Regions from separate parts of the Mus musculus genome. Here region 1 is linked to region 2. The links are chromatin contacts, called in public promoter capture Hi-C maps. All regions are on one chromosome and are shown on one strand. The core of a region is the stretch at or near the end of the contact, and the rest is flanking DNA. Distances in the headings are between cores, read along the strand shown. Region 1 overlaps Cybrd1 (cytochrome b reductase 1). Region 2 overlaps Gorasp2 (golgi reassembly stacking protein 2).

Region 1 (7,262 bases), core at 1,052-3,551, 480 kb before region 2:
CCTGTATGTTCCTGTCTAGACACAGTGACCTTCTCACCTAAATAGCCCCAGGAAAGCATCAGGGGGTCTCTGACATGTGATGACATTGAGTTCTTGGGTCTCTCACTTGCATGTCTGGGTGGCAAAAAGTGCACTGCCTTTCTGGGGGCAGGGGGATGTGCACATGCCTGCAGGTGCCTTAGAAACTGGAGGTGTCAGATCCCCTGGAGCTGGAGTCACAGCTCAACAAGTTTTGCACAAAGATTTTTGGGGGATCGTCATCAGATTTTTTAGATACCCCCCTCATTCACCATGCACACAAGCATGTTCACATGAGTGATGAGGTCACAACCTTATGTGACCATGTGTTGCTGACAGTCCTTGAATCACCCTGGTAAGCACTTTGTCATACAACGAGGGACAACAATTGAGTTCACAAAACTGTGACTGTGCAATCAGGAAGCATAATCAAAGGAGAATATTCCAGAGACAGAACACAGCAAACCATTGTGCCTAGCAAAATATAGAAATATCTTTTCTTCTGAGAAGCATAAAAATAGCTGCTCCTGACATTATTGCATCCTTTATGTCTGCGTTTAAGTCGTGGGGCTTTTTGCACGGAGCCAAACAGCAGCCTCTATTGATCCTGGCTCACAGACCCCACCTTTGTCAGAGCCTGTGCACAGTGCCAAATCTTCAGGAACAAAGTCACTCAGTCTGCTCTCTCCCTCGGTAGCAGGGATTGCAAACTCATAATTGCTACTTCGTTTCAAGTGAAGGATGAGCAATTGTACTTCAGAGGACAGAGTGTTTCAACAGCCCTGAACTGTGATTACCTCCCGTGCTTTTGCTGAGTTCCTTCATCTCCTTCCTCTAAGCTCTTCAGGGCCAAGGGCTGTCTTTTCTGGTTCATCTTTTCTTTCTTTATAAAAGAAATGTACTTATATTATCATTAGTAATGTGCATGCATGCATGTCTGCGTGGCAGAAAGTGCACTGCCTTTCTGGGGTCAGGGGATGTGCACATACCTGCAGGTGCCTTAGAAGCCAGAAGTGTCAGATCCCCTGGAGCTGGAGTCACAGGCAGCTGTGAGCTATCTGACAAGGATGCTAGACTCTAACTCAGGTCATGGACATGCTTTTGACAGCGGGGCTCTCTCTCCATCCCCTGTTCTGATCTGCCTTTAAGGAACTACTTTGTTTCTTTAGTCTTTGGGGGGAGTAAGAGGGTTGAGACAGGGTCTCACTCTGTTGCCCAGGCTGATCTCAGACTAGTGGCAATCCTCTCGGTCTGAGATCCCAGGCAGGCACACACATGACAAAAGCTTATCCTTTCTTCTGTTATTGCCGCTCTTGTGGACCTTCATAAGACCCACTGACCTTCTTCCTGAGGCCTCTGAAAACCACAATTACCACTGCACTCATAAGCTAGGAGAACTCTGGGTCATTCTGTGTTTAAGGAAAGCAATGGCAGGGGAATAAATTGGATCCATAAAGTGTGACATTAGAATCCTAGCATGAGCCCAGTTGAGTATCTGCAATCCGACCTGTGCAGATAGGGGATCCTCAAGAACTAACTGCTAAGTGGATAACGAAGGGGCTGCTTTCAAAGAGGCCAGAGAAATTGAGGGACTTGTTCTCAGTTCTGCTTCTAGACCATTCTAAACCATAGCACCCTGACAAGAGTCTAGATCTTTCTGCTCTGCCCATTCTCATGATGTTGTGCCTTCTCGGTTTCAGTATTTAACATTAACTTTGGGAGATTATGAATGTTTATGCCTCTGGGGACCTGGCAACTAATCCATCTGTCTGCAAGTAGGCTGTCCCGGGGGCTAGGCTGGCATCTGAGGGCCACAAGTTTGAGGCCAGTGTAGGTTACACAGTGAGACTTTAGCTCAAAACAAAACAGTGGTGTTAATTATAAAAAAAAAAAATAAATATAATGGGGCATTTAAACTTTTCATTATCTTACTCCGATCCAAAGTTAACAGTTGTTCATTAATTATTCGTTATATCATACTGCTAATTATGTATGTGTGTATATGAGAGAGAGAGAGAGAGAGAGAGAGAGAGAGAGAGAGCTCAGTGTTGAGGTACCTCTCCAGCTCCCATTTTTCTCTGTATACACCTTAACTAGAATGACCTTCAGTAGGGGAAACAGTAGGGCTGAGCCACAGAAACGGAGAGAGGCCAAGAGACTAGGGAAAGTCAGGCAGAGGAGTAAGTTAACCTTAGGGCCACTCCCACAGCTAGCTCTACATTCCAGAGCCAGCTCTGGCCTCCCCACACGAGTTCCTCTCCCTCACCTACTCCCTGTCTCTCTTGCAACACTACTCTAGTTATCATGGTTAATCATTCATGAGTGCTCAACAAACATCTAGCTGGCCATTCTGTAGGTCTGCAAGTTCAAAGGAGCCATGATAAGTCTACTCTGATAAGACTGGGTAACTAACGGTGGGATCTGGCTTCTGTGACTCTGAGGAATAACATTTAGCCCAGATCAAATGAGAGGCAGAGCAACAGAAAGCTTTTCCTAAGCCGTGTCTAAGGATCTGAATGTCAGAGGGGATGCTAAGCTTAGCAAGACAGAGAACGTGGGGTGCCATATTTGAGTATGCTTACCAGATTCTGACCTGATTACAATGGCAATATTTGAAGGCAGACTTTGCTCCTAAGTCTGAGCAGTACTTAGGATATTCTCTTTGCCATGCTATGGCCTGGTGGGTAAGATTCCAGATTACCACTGGGTTTGCATCCTAGCACCACATGAAACACACAGCGTGACAGTTCGAATGCCTACAGCCCCAGTGCTGTGGGGCCAGCCACAAGGGAATTACCCTCAGCCTAGCTCCAGGTTGTGAGAAACTCTGTCTCAGAAGAGCAGGACAGACAGTGACAAGGCAGGACGCCTGATATCCTCCCCGTGGCCTCCGTGTATTTGCGTTGCTTAACTACAGCACAATCATTCTGCAGCTGTTAAACAGAAAGGTCCCAGGGCTGGAGAAATGGCTCAGCAATTAAGAGTGAGCGGTGCTCCTGCTGAGGACCCAAGTTCGGTTCTCAGCACCCACATCAGGCAGGTCACAACTCTCTGGTACTTCCAGTCTGGAGGATCTAATGCTTCTGGCCTCCTGCATTCGTGCGCACAAACCTATACACACACACACACACACACACACACACACACACACACACACACACACATGTGTAATTGAAAATAATAAAGATAGTTATAAGAAAAAACTCTCTGTTCAAATAAATTAAACAAAAATATTATACTTTCCATCTTGGAGACTTCAATTATATGCTGGCAATTAAAAGCGCCAGATAGTTCTGGTTTTTCATAACAAAGGCATGGCTTCTACTGAAACAACAGACCCACAGAATAACCAGAAACTATGGATATTAAAAAATATTATGCCTCTGTGAATTGCGGGTGGTGGTGCGCATGTTCTCTTGCATGTGGTGGCCAGAGGACAACTTCCTGGAGTTGGCTGACTCCTTCCACCATGTTGATCCTGGTCTAAAAGCTGCTCTGGACAGTGTTGCTCAAGGTGACCCTCTAACTTCTAGCTGAGCTGCAGGCCTGGTAAGTTTAATGCTCATCCAACTAGAAGCTGTAGAAAATATGCCTGCCTTAAACATCCTGCAAGATCAGGTGAGAGTCTGACCTTCACTGTAAGGTAGAAACAGGCAGGGCAATACCAAATAACTGTCATCTCTGGGCATCCAACCCAGGTCATCAGCAAGTGCCTTTACCCACTGTGACATCACTACAGCCCCCAACACACGCTCGCGCGCGCACGCACACACACACACACACACACACACACACACACACACACACACACACACCTTGTAATCCCAGCACTTGGGAGGTTGAGATAGAAGGATTGTAAGTTAAAGGACCATCATCTGGGCTATGTACAAAGACTGTCTAAAACAGTAATAATGAAAACTAAACCAAATAAGTGTGTGTGGTGGGGACCCTCCATGAAGCCTGGAACATAAATGGGAAGTGGTCATGGAAGTTAACAACCATAGAAACTGCGTCTGTCAGCTTTAAAAACCAAAGGGTAAAATCCTACTTGATCAGAACAGCTTGGAAGTGGTGTGAGAATCAGGAAGGACAGTATCCGAGGAGACATTTGAGGGGGTCACCGAGTTCTCATTTAATGTAGAGGATATTTAGAAGACTGGCTGACACAACCAGGAGCTGGATTGTCCCTCCTTGGGACAGGAGAGCTGAAGGGACCAGTAGCTGCTTAGTCCAAAAATGAGGGAGGCTTGCAAAAAGAGAGAGCAGCATCGTAGTGGGACCTGAATCTGAGGACCTGGATGCCTGGGGTGGCGGTAGGGGTAGGGGGAAGTTGGTGCAAACCTACTTTCAGTGGCTGTAGTGTCTGAGTCTGGTGTTTCTGCTGCGCTGGCAGTGAGTCGCCTACCTGCTCCAGGACAGTCACATGTGCTCTCATGAGCAACCTTCCTCTGTCCTCCACTTTCTGTTCCTTCCAGGGTCCTGGCCTACTGAAGGGTGCCCATCATGTTAGGATTGAGCCTTCTCCACTCAGTCCACTGACCCACAAGGCAATCATTTTTGGTAACATCCTCGTAGATGTACCCAGAAATGTGTTTGCCAGTTTCCTGGGTATCTCTCAATGCAGTCAAACTGACAAATCAAGATTGGCATTGCAAGAAGAGCTTTACATTCTTCACATAAACTCTGCTTGACTCTTCTACAACCTACATGTGAGACAGACTCCAGGCAACCCATGCAAAAGTAGGAATAAGAGAGTCCAGCCACTGCTGGCTAACTGCCTATTAAAGCAGCTAAGACTTTACAGAAGACCCTGGAGTCCTCTCAAGGTCCTATCCACAAAATGTTCAAAACGTAAAATAAACTGGTAGATAGGGCAAGAAAGAGCTGTATGAGGCGCATCATCAAGTAAAAAGGCAGCCAATAGGAATCCGTTTTGAAATGATCCAGGGACTGATGGGAACTGGAGGAATGGCTCAGTCACCGAGAATGCACACTGCTCTTGGAGTCAGACGACCGCCTGCAAATAAATAGTTGACATGTGGTCTCTAGTCAGAAAGGAAATGACACGAGGCCTTGGAACACTAAGAAGGAGCAACGGCAGCAACGGCAGCGATGGCAGCAATGGCAGCAAGAGTAAAGATGAAGCTCAACAGAGTTTCTTCTAGTCTTGTGCTTTCTAAATTTCATTCAATAGTATCAAGAATTATAAGGGCTCACATCCCCACCCAGATAACCCCAAAAGTAATCTGTTGGTCTTAGGGACCAAACAAAGGCACACACACACACACACACACACACACACACACACACACACACGCGCGCACACACACACACACACACACACACACACACACACAGTTAAACATAAATACGTTTTAAAAGTTACCACTAGAAGTTATTTAACGGGCAGTGCTTTGGATACGCTTGTCTGTGACTTATCTGCATGATCTACAGCACACTTCCACACCACCTTGGGCTCCAACTCAGATCCTGTGTGGAAGGGAATGCCATGTGGTTGGACAGTCTCAGTACTTCTAGCACCGTAGAAAGACTAGCGCTCAGAGTGTATAGGAAAAGCTCATAGTATTTTCAATAAGAGAACAACAACAACAAAAACAATTGAAAAACAACTAAAAAGTAGATTATGGGAAAGAAAATTAGAGAAGAATGATTATTCCCACGATTTCAGGACAAACAGATCACACACACACACACACACACACACACACACACACGCACACACACACAGAAAGAGAGAGAGATTAGAAGTAGTTTTTTATTGCTATATTAAAAGTCAAGAAAAATAGATGCACATCTTCCCTATAAAACTATAAAATAGTCAAGATAATACTTTTCATCAATGTACTGAGATAAAGAGACAAATTTATAGATAGATTTATTTCCCACTTAATCTGTTTAAGTAGCTCCCAAATAAAGAACAATCATTTTTCTTTTCTGCATCCCTATTAGACATAGAAGTTACAGTTTCCTGTTGGAGTTATCTAAAAAGTGCACATTTATAGCTAAACATCTCGTCACATCACAACTGAAGTCCATGTAAGTTGTGGCTTCCTCCTTTCCGTTTTCCATGTGCAGTCACGGTCAGTGGGTGAGCTCTGGGTCTTCCAGCCCGGCAGGGAAGAAAGCCTGATTAAAATGAGACGTGCAATCTACATCGCCGTCCTTCAGAAAACAGAAACTACTTGTCACCATCCTTAAGAAACTACTTGTCACCAGTCCTTAAAAAGTATGCCTGCCTTAATCTATCATTTCATGGAGAGGTCCCAGTTGCTGTTTCTAAGTGCACAGATTAAACAAAAACCACACTCCTTACGAGAGGAAAGTGCCATGGAGGGTGGGCTCTGTTTGACACAGCACAGGGAAGCTGTACCTTTTTGACGACATTAATTCCATAAAGTATATTCATTTCAATTTCTTGCTAAGACCCGGGAAAGAGAAGGCTTTCATGTTGACGTAGATCATTGTTGAAATAAAGCTTTCTTTCCTGAAATTAGATTATGGGGTAAGCCACACCAGATAATCTCTGCTAAAGATATAAGCTATAATTATTTTGGGAGGTTTCAATCACTGTTTGGAATTGATACCCAAGCCTTTCTTCTCCCCTATTCTTTGCAGACTTTTTAATGTGATATTTGGGAAGGGGGGGTGCTTTAGGAAGGAAACATCAGCTTTTGAAAGATAAAGGTATAATTATCATTAGAATAAAGAGCCCATTAAAAGAAGAGTCTCAAATAGAAAGATCTTTTCGATATATTGTGCTATGCATCCTTTCATAAAAGCTGGAAAAGAAAGAAAAGGAACACCTATAATATTACCCTCCCATTAGCCCACTTGGGAGAAAAGGAAGGGCTGAGAGGAGTGCTCAAATACTTAGCAATGGAGCTATTCTAGTGCCACATAATTAGGTTTGTACTGATAGCCTCTGTAGGCCAACGTGGAAAGGAGAGGCAGCCATGACTCTTGGGGCTCAGTTACTAGCCTCTCATTCTCCCCCCACTCTGCCCCCCATCCTCTCCTCACCCCCATGACTCCCCCAAAACCCTGGGATTTGACCCAGCTCTTTATAGTCAGTCAGCATTTACCAAACTGTTTGGTGTAACCACGTAATTACTCTTACTTAGCACGCATATGAACTTTATTTATTTATCGGACTTCGGAGATAGATAGGGTATCATGTATCCCAGGCTGGTCTTGAACTCTCTAGCTGAAGAATGATCTTGGGC
Region 2 (6,618 bases), core at 2,748-5,247:
CATATTGTTGATCCTCCTATAGGGTTGCAGACCCCTTTAGCTCCTTGGGTACTTTCTTTAGCTCCTTCTTTAGGGACCCTGTGTTCCATCCCATAGATGACTGTGAGCATTCACGTCTGTATTTGCCAGGCACTGGCATAGCCTCACAAAAGACAGCTGTATCAGAGTCCTGTCAGCAGCATTTTGCAATAGTAAACACAGGATTTTCAACAAGCTGCTGGGAAGAGCTTGATACAGACATGGAGACACTCACCAGTGGTTGCTAGGTGGAATGGTCTAGATCTTGTTATCCCTCCCAAAAAAAAAAAAAAACCAGCAAAGTTTATGAGATTGTAAATGAGCCGTTTCTACCACATTAAAATGAGTTTGAAAAGTGGAACCTGTCTAGGAAGTGGAGACAGGAGGATCATGGGTTCAAAGCCATCCCCAGCTACACTGTGAGTCTAGGCCAGGCTGGGACACACAAAACTGTCTTCCAAACCAAACCAAAACCAAAATAAAATACCAACAACAGCCACAGAACATGTCTAGAAGTTGGAATTTGAGTCATTTATTTCAAAACAAGAAATTCCTAATGTACTGTCCAGATACAGTGGGAAGTTTCCATAGGTCATAAAATCCAGTTAGGGAGGATTTTAGGATAGAAAGAAATATTGAACAGACAACCAGAACAGCAAACATATAAAAAATTCATGACATAATAAGGGCATTTTTAAGGGCATATTCTATTTTTCATTAATGTGCTGCTTTGAGCTGCAAAACATTAAGTTTGCCCAATGACGTTTCTGGTCATAAATACAATAACTTTCAATTTTCCCTTTTCACATGGGTTTGTCTGATGTGACTGTGGGTGTGTGCATGTCATGGTGTGTGTGTGAGAGTGAGAGGACCCCTTGTGAGACCAGTCCACGAGGGTTTCTTTGACTGAACACGAGTGGTTAGGCTTTGTGAACCATCTTTCAGGTCTATAACTTCCAACTTCTATCTTCTGACTTCATATTAAAGTTTTACCAAACTTACCCTGAACCAATCAAGCACTCCCTCCCTGCACACTGACTTCCTCTGTTGTCTTACTGATTCCTTCCCAGGAAAGCCTCTGTAGTCAGGGTTTTCTCCTTGCTGAGACAAAACACCTGACAGAACAGCCTAAGAGAGAGAGGCTCAGCTCAGCTCAGTTTCATGAGCTGGAGGTCAACTGGGCAGGCAGAACAAGCCACACCATGGCAGCCAGGAAGAACAAGCCACATCATGGCAGCCAGGAAGCAGAGAAGGAAAGAGGATATTAGAATGGATTAGCCTAGGACACAGTCTCAAGTTCATGACCTCAATGGCTGCTCCCTCCAGCTAGACTGACATTTCAGCACCTCTGATAATCCCATCACAACGACTTAATCAGGGAGTAATGCACTTATGAAGTCACTGTCCAGAGGACCCACTCACATTGGAAGCCCCAGATAGCCACCTAGAGGTGTACTCTAATCTCCTAGGTGACAATTAGGATTGAGTAACACAACACCCACCTCCTTTTCTCTGGAATTATGAATTCCACTTCGTGGGACTGGAGAGATAAGATGGCTTAGAGGTAAGAGCACTGGCTGCTCTTCCAGAGGACCCTGGTTCAATTCCCAACAACCACATAGCAGCTCACACCTGTCTGTAACTCCAATTCCAAGGGATCAGACACCCTCACACAGGCATATATGCAAAGCAAAACACCAATGCATATTAAAGATAATAATAACAAAAACCATTTCAACTTCATGTGTTAGTCAGCACCAACCTTTTCTCCTCTTTAGCTCTCCAACTGGGAGAAGAAGATGAGGAGGGGCAGTCTCACAGTAACAGAAGTTTGAGTGAAGCTGGGCACTCTTCACGCATAACTTCTATGCTTTGCAGCTCGTATAAACACAATGGCTACCACAAAGCACCTGGACAGGGATCCATGGGGGACTTCCTGGATACAGCAGGCTAAGTGGGACACTTATTATTGTGTCACTGTCCTTGTTTAAATTTCAAACTTATTTTTAAAAAGGTGGTAAGTTTAAAAAAAAAAACAAAACCAAAAACCAAAAACAAGGAACAGAAACTAACTATACCAAAACACTATGAAACTAAATGAACTTCTATTCAGTTGGGGTGGCCATTCAGAACAGAAGCTATACACTGGATTGCATAGTTTTATTGCCAATATAAATAGGTACTTTTAACTTTCTTATTAGTTTGCTTTATGTGCATGGCTATTCTGCTTGGTGTCTGCAGAAGCCTGAAGAGGACACTGGGCCTCGTGAGCCTGTGAGATGCCATGCGGGTGCTGGGAATCAAACCTGGGTCCTTTGGATGAGCAGTCAGTGCCCTTAATCTCTGAGCCATCTCTTAGCCTATTGAGTCTATATCTTCATGCGCTGGTCCTCCACCAAACTGCAAATCCACAACAGCTAGACCTAGACACACACTGAGCTCGCTCTCCTTTCACAGGCATGCTCATTACCTGCATCAGTCCGTCCTCTGTCCTCCATCCTCCATCCTAATGTTTACTTTTCCTGTCCTCTCTCCTGCATGATACACTGTATCCACACGTATATTGTTACTGTAGCCACATGCACATATCTTATTGGTTAGGTTCTGCATGAGGAGAACCGGTTTTTTCCTTTCTGGGATTGTGTGACCTCACTTAAAACTCAGATTCTAAATCTATTCTCTTTCATGCAAATTTTCTGACTTACTTTTAAGAACAGAGTAGTATTCCATTTTACATACATATACCAAATTTTCGTTATCCACTCATCTGCTGATAAACAAATACGTTGATTGCAATCTTTTGCTATAGTGAATAAAGCAGCAATAAATATGGGAATGCAAACACCTCTATGGTAGTTTGGTGTTCTTTGGGTATTTGTCCAGGAGTGTAGCTGGGTGATACAGCTATTTGTTTTTAACTTCTTGAGAAATCTCCAAGCAGGTTCTCACAGTGACTGTTCCCCCCACCAGCAGTGACTAAGGCTTCCTTTCTCTCCACATCCTGTCCAACATTTGTTGTCACATTTATTGATGATGGCCATTCTGACTGGAGTGAGGTATCTGAAAGTAGTTCTGAATTGCATTTCTCTGATGGCTAGGGATACTGATATAGATTCTTTTGTGTGTGTGGATGTGCTCATGGCTGAGGAGTCAGAGGGCAACTAAGGTATCTTTCCTCAGGCACTTTTTGCCTTTCTTTTTGAGACAGGGGCTCTCCCTGACCAGAACTATCAAGTCTCAGGGATCTGCCTATCTTAGCATCTCTAATGCTTGGATTACAAGCAGGCCACCACACCTAGCTTTTTTCTACTTGGGTAATGGGAATTAAACTCAGGTCCTCGTGCTTGGCAACCACTACCTCCCCAGCCAGACTGTACCACAGATTCTTCTTTATAAAACACAGGTAAAATCTCTATGAATAACTGTACCACCATGTTCCCTGGCTCTCAATTTAAGCCCCACATTTTCACTTTTGTACTGACTTAAAAGCAGAAAAGATACTAATCAAGGCTAGAAAACACTTGAGTGTGGTAGGCCCACCTGTAAGTCCTGTTCTTAGGAGGCCGATTCAGGGGCATTACAACAAATTTGAGGCTGGCCTAGGCTATCTAGTGAGATCCAACCTGAACTACAAAGTGAGGCCCTGACTCAAAAAGACTAGAATATAATTCCATGTATATGGGCCCTGGAGGACTCACTTCAACTGCACACATAAATCCTTATATGTGTGTGCTTACATGATCACAGCAATGCAAGATTTTGCAAATGTGACATAAAAAAAAAAACCCAAAACCTAAATGCTCTGTGGTTATAAAAGACAAAATGTATAGTAACGATTCTGTGACAGGCTAGACTGTTAGGCCTCATTAACCAACAAATTCTCCTTTCACGTCTAACAACTGGTCCCATGATGTAATGCATAACACAGAAAGCAACTTGAAATGAGTTATTTATTAAGCTGAAGCACTCTGCCTATTGTCCCAACTACTTAGAAGGCTGAGACTTTAGCTCCAATACAAACACATCCCATCGCAAACAAACAACCCCAACTCTTGATGACTAGAAGGAATTGGCAGAAAAGCATGGCAAAATTAGCTTTCTAGAAAAGATCTGGGAAGAGGGGGCAAGAACTACCCAATCCCCCAGCTCCAATACTGAGTTAGATGCTTTCCTCGAGGAAGGGGAGCTAACGGTGTGATTGGGCACATCAGTTTAACCTCTCTGTGCTTCTCTAACTGTGAAGTGAGGCCATCACCAGACGGTCTGTGAAGCTGGAAGGCACGAAGAACACCAAATGCAGAAGACGGCCCTGACCACCTGGGTTCTTAGGAACAAATGACTGTATCCACTCATAGCAGGACGGAGTAATGAGAAAGATAATGGTGCTCACCTGAGTTTCAAGAAACAAACAATGTCTTCAAAAACGAAAAGTCTTTAAAAGCAACAAATACTATATATGCATATACTTTAGGGACAGGAATTAAAGGATCAGATTTGAAGCAAACTTTAACTTTTATACTTAATTACTTTTGTACATGTATGAAAAAGAGGGAGGAGGGGGGAGAGAGAGAGAGAGACAGACAGACAGATAAGACAGTGTGCAATGTACACACAAAGATGGGTGTGGAAATCAGATGACAGTTCCTGGGAGTCATTTATCTCCTGCTGTCTTGTGGGAGCTAAGGACCAAGCTCAGGTTGACAGGCCTGTGCACGGACACAGGTGCCTAGCAAGTCACCTTGTTAATTCCCTCCAAACTTGTTTCAAATAGCAGCATATACTGGGCTAGGCACACATGCAGAAAGTAGCTACACGTTGATTAGAAAGGAACACTGCTGAAACTGTTTATTACTACTGCAAGAGTGGATCTCACAAACTAGGCAATAATGTAATGCTGGTAAGAAGGCCACCAGCTAACCTTCATTGAGTCTTTACCACAGTCCAGAGTGTGTCATGGAATAGCTCACTTAATGCACAGGATAACCGAAGGGTAGGATGTATTATAATTTAACAGTACTTGTTTTCAAATATTTATGTCTAATGTGTGCTGTGGGACTGAGTGACGAAGGTGACAAAGGCACTGCTGTAGTCGACTTTCAGACAAACAGGCTGTCAGCCGAGCTAGCATCAGGGGCTGGAATCCAGTTCCCCAGTGTCTACTAGACACTAGTGGTCTACCAGAACAGTCTCTCAGGGTATCTATGCCCACTAGTCGATGTGGTTCCCCATTTCTGAAAATATGTTTTCATGGTTTCAAAAGGTGTGTATGGGTGAAGGGAAGAAGAGAAAGAAAAATGCCAGCATTATTCCTTTTCCTAGTGTAGAAAATTTAGTTGCAATGCAAACAGGGCAGTATACGGTCTCTCAAAGTAACCACTCTGAGTGTGTCTTTTAAAGAAACAAGTCATTTTACTAGATAATCACATTTCCCCACGCAATATGCAGTCAGATTGCAAAGCACATGCTGAACTTCCCAAGTATTTACCAGTTCACATTTTTTTTAAGTTAGTGAATCCTGCGGATATAGTCCTTTCAGTAGAATATTAAAGACGGTTTAAAAAAAAAAAAGTACAGTGGTGTCAGTGGCGCTGGCCCCGAAGGCAATGGAACCAGCACTTCGCAGAATCTTTACCAAAGTCACAGGTAATGGAGAACAGGAGATCTGGCCAGTGAGGAGCCCAGCCCGCCAGATTAACTTGCTTGAGTCTTTGGACAGAAAGTTTACGTTCAGTGATACAATGTTTAAAGGTGCCCTTGGGTTCATGTATTGTGTATCTGGGGCTGTAGGAAGCTGCAATCATCTGTGTCCTGCATTTGAACGTAATTTCAAAGAATGCTTATGAATTAAAAAGCTTCCTGGTGTTAAACTGAAGAAATCAACGGGGAGGGAGACAGAATCTGCAGGTGGGACCTGCTTATATAGCATTATAATTACATTTGGAAAACAACATTAAGTAGCCCAGTTGTTTATGAGTTTGTCAAAAAAGTAGTCCCCTGTAACAGGGCTTCTTTGTCAGTGAGGCACCCCTAAAATAGGGCAGCTCCACCCAATGGTCCAGGTGTTCTTTCTACAGGACTAATTTACAGTCACTTTGCACTTTGAAGTTAGCACGTAACTACTGTGGAGTCTGCAGCAAGCTTGGGTTAGGCTTCTGATTACAGTGGAGATGCAAAGCGTATCAATGGCCCATCAGTCAACAGAGTAAAACAGCATTTCCCCAAACTAGTGTGAGCGCTGGGTCCACAATGTCCTTGGAGAGCTCCTTTCTCAGAGTGTTATGTAAGGCCAGAATTTTAAAATTTATAATGGCCATCTAAGAGACCACTCTAAAGATGAAACTTTTGAGAATGGCTTTGTTAGACTCACTTAATAACAAATGTCAAATGGAAGCAAGAATCTGGCATTCAACATACAGGGACTGTAGGAGGCAGCCTATAGTACTTCTATAAAACCTAGAAGCCCTAAGGACACATTGTCTGTAAAAAGTGATACATAGTTCTAGCCTATTGTTTGGATTTTAAAAGTAACATTTCTTTAAACTCTGTGACACAAGTAGTCTGGAACTCAAAATATGGACCAGGCTGAGCTTAAACTCGGAG

The links. Promoter capture Hi-C pulls out the DNA fragments that hold promoters and counts their contacts.
Region 1: a promoter capture Hi-C map of fetal liver shows a contact between it and region 2, with 4 times the contacts expected there. The contact joins two enhancer-like sites. A contact is called at or near these places in 15 of 39 promoter capture datasets (3T3-L1-derived adipocytes, the C10 cell line, the HPC-7 cell line and 9 more), 1 of 15 datasets of contacts at CTCF or cohesin (embryonic stem cells), 10 of 115 datasets of contacts at active chromatin or transcription factors (bone marrow-derived macrophages, embryonic hindbrain, embryonic stem cells and 4 more) and 3 of 9 other capture datasets (adipose tissue, embryonic stem cells and liver).

The regions. Positions count from the first base shown.
Region 1 is chr2:71,141,445-71,148,706 of GRCm38.p6, reverse strand. Cybrd1 (cytochrome b reductase 1) reads right to left here. Exons shown (of 4, transcript NM_028593.2): 4 at 5,781-7,262. Among named protein-coding and RNA genes, the nearest start is that of Gm39576, 10 kb to the left of the region's middle. Within about 2 kb of position 2,301, at least 29 of the 459 cell types and tissues checked have an H3K27ac peak or open chromatin away from gene starts, as enhancers often do. A contact at or near this core is called in extraembryonic endoderm stem cells, where this site is marked.
Region 2 is chr2:70,664,865-70,671,482 of GRCm38.p6, reverse strand. The region is part of intron 1 of Gorasp2 (golgi reassembly stacking protein 2); the gene reads right to left. Among named protein-coding and RNA genes, the nearest start is that of Gorasp2, 6.7 kb to the right of the region's middle. Within about 2 kb of position 3,997, at least 13 of the 459 cell types and tissues checked have an H3K27ac peak or open chromatin away from gene starts, as enhancers often do. A contact at or near this core is called in extraembryonic endoderm stem cells, where this site is marked.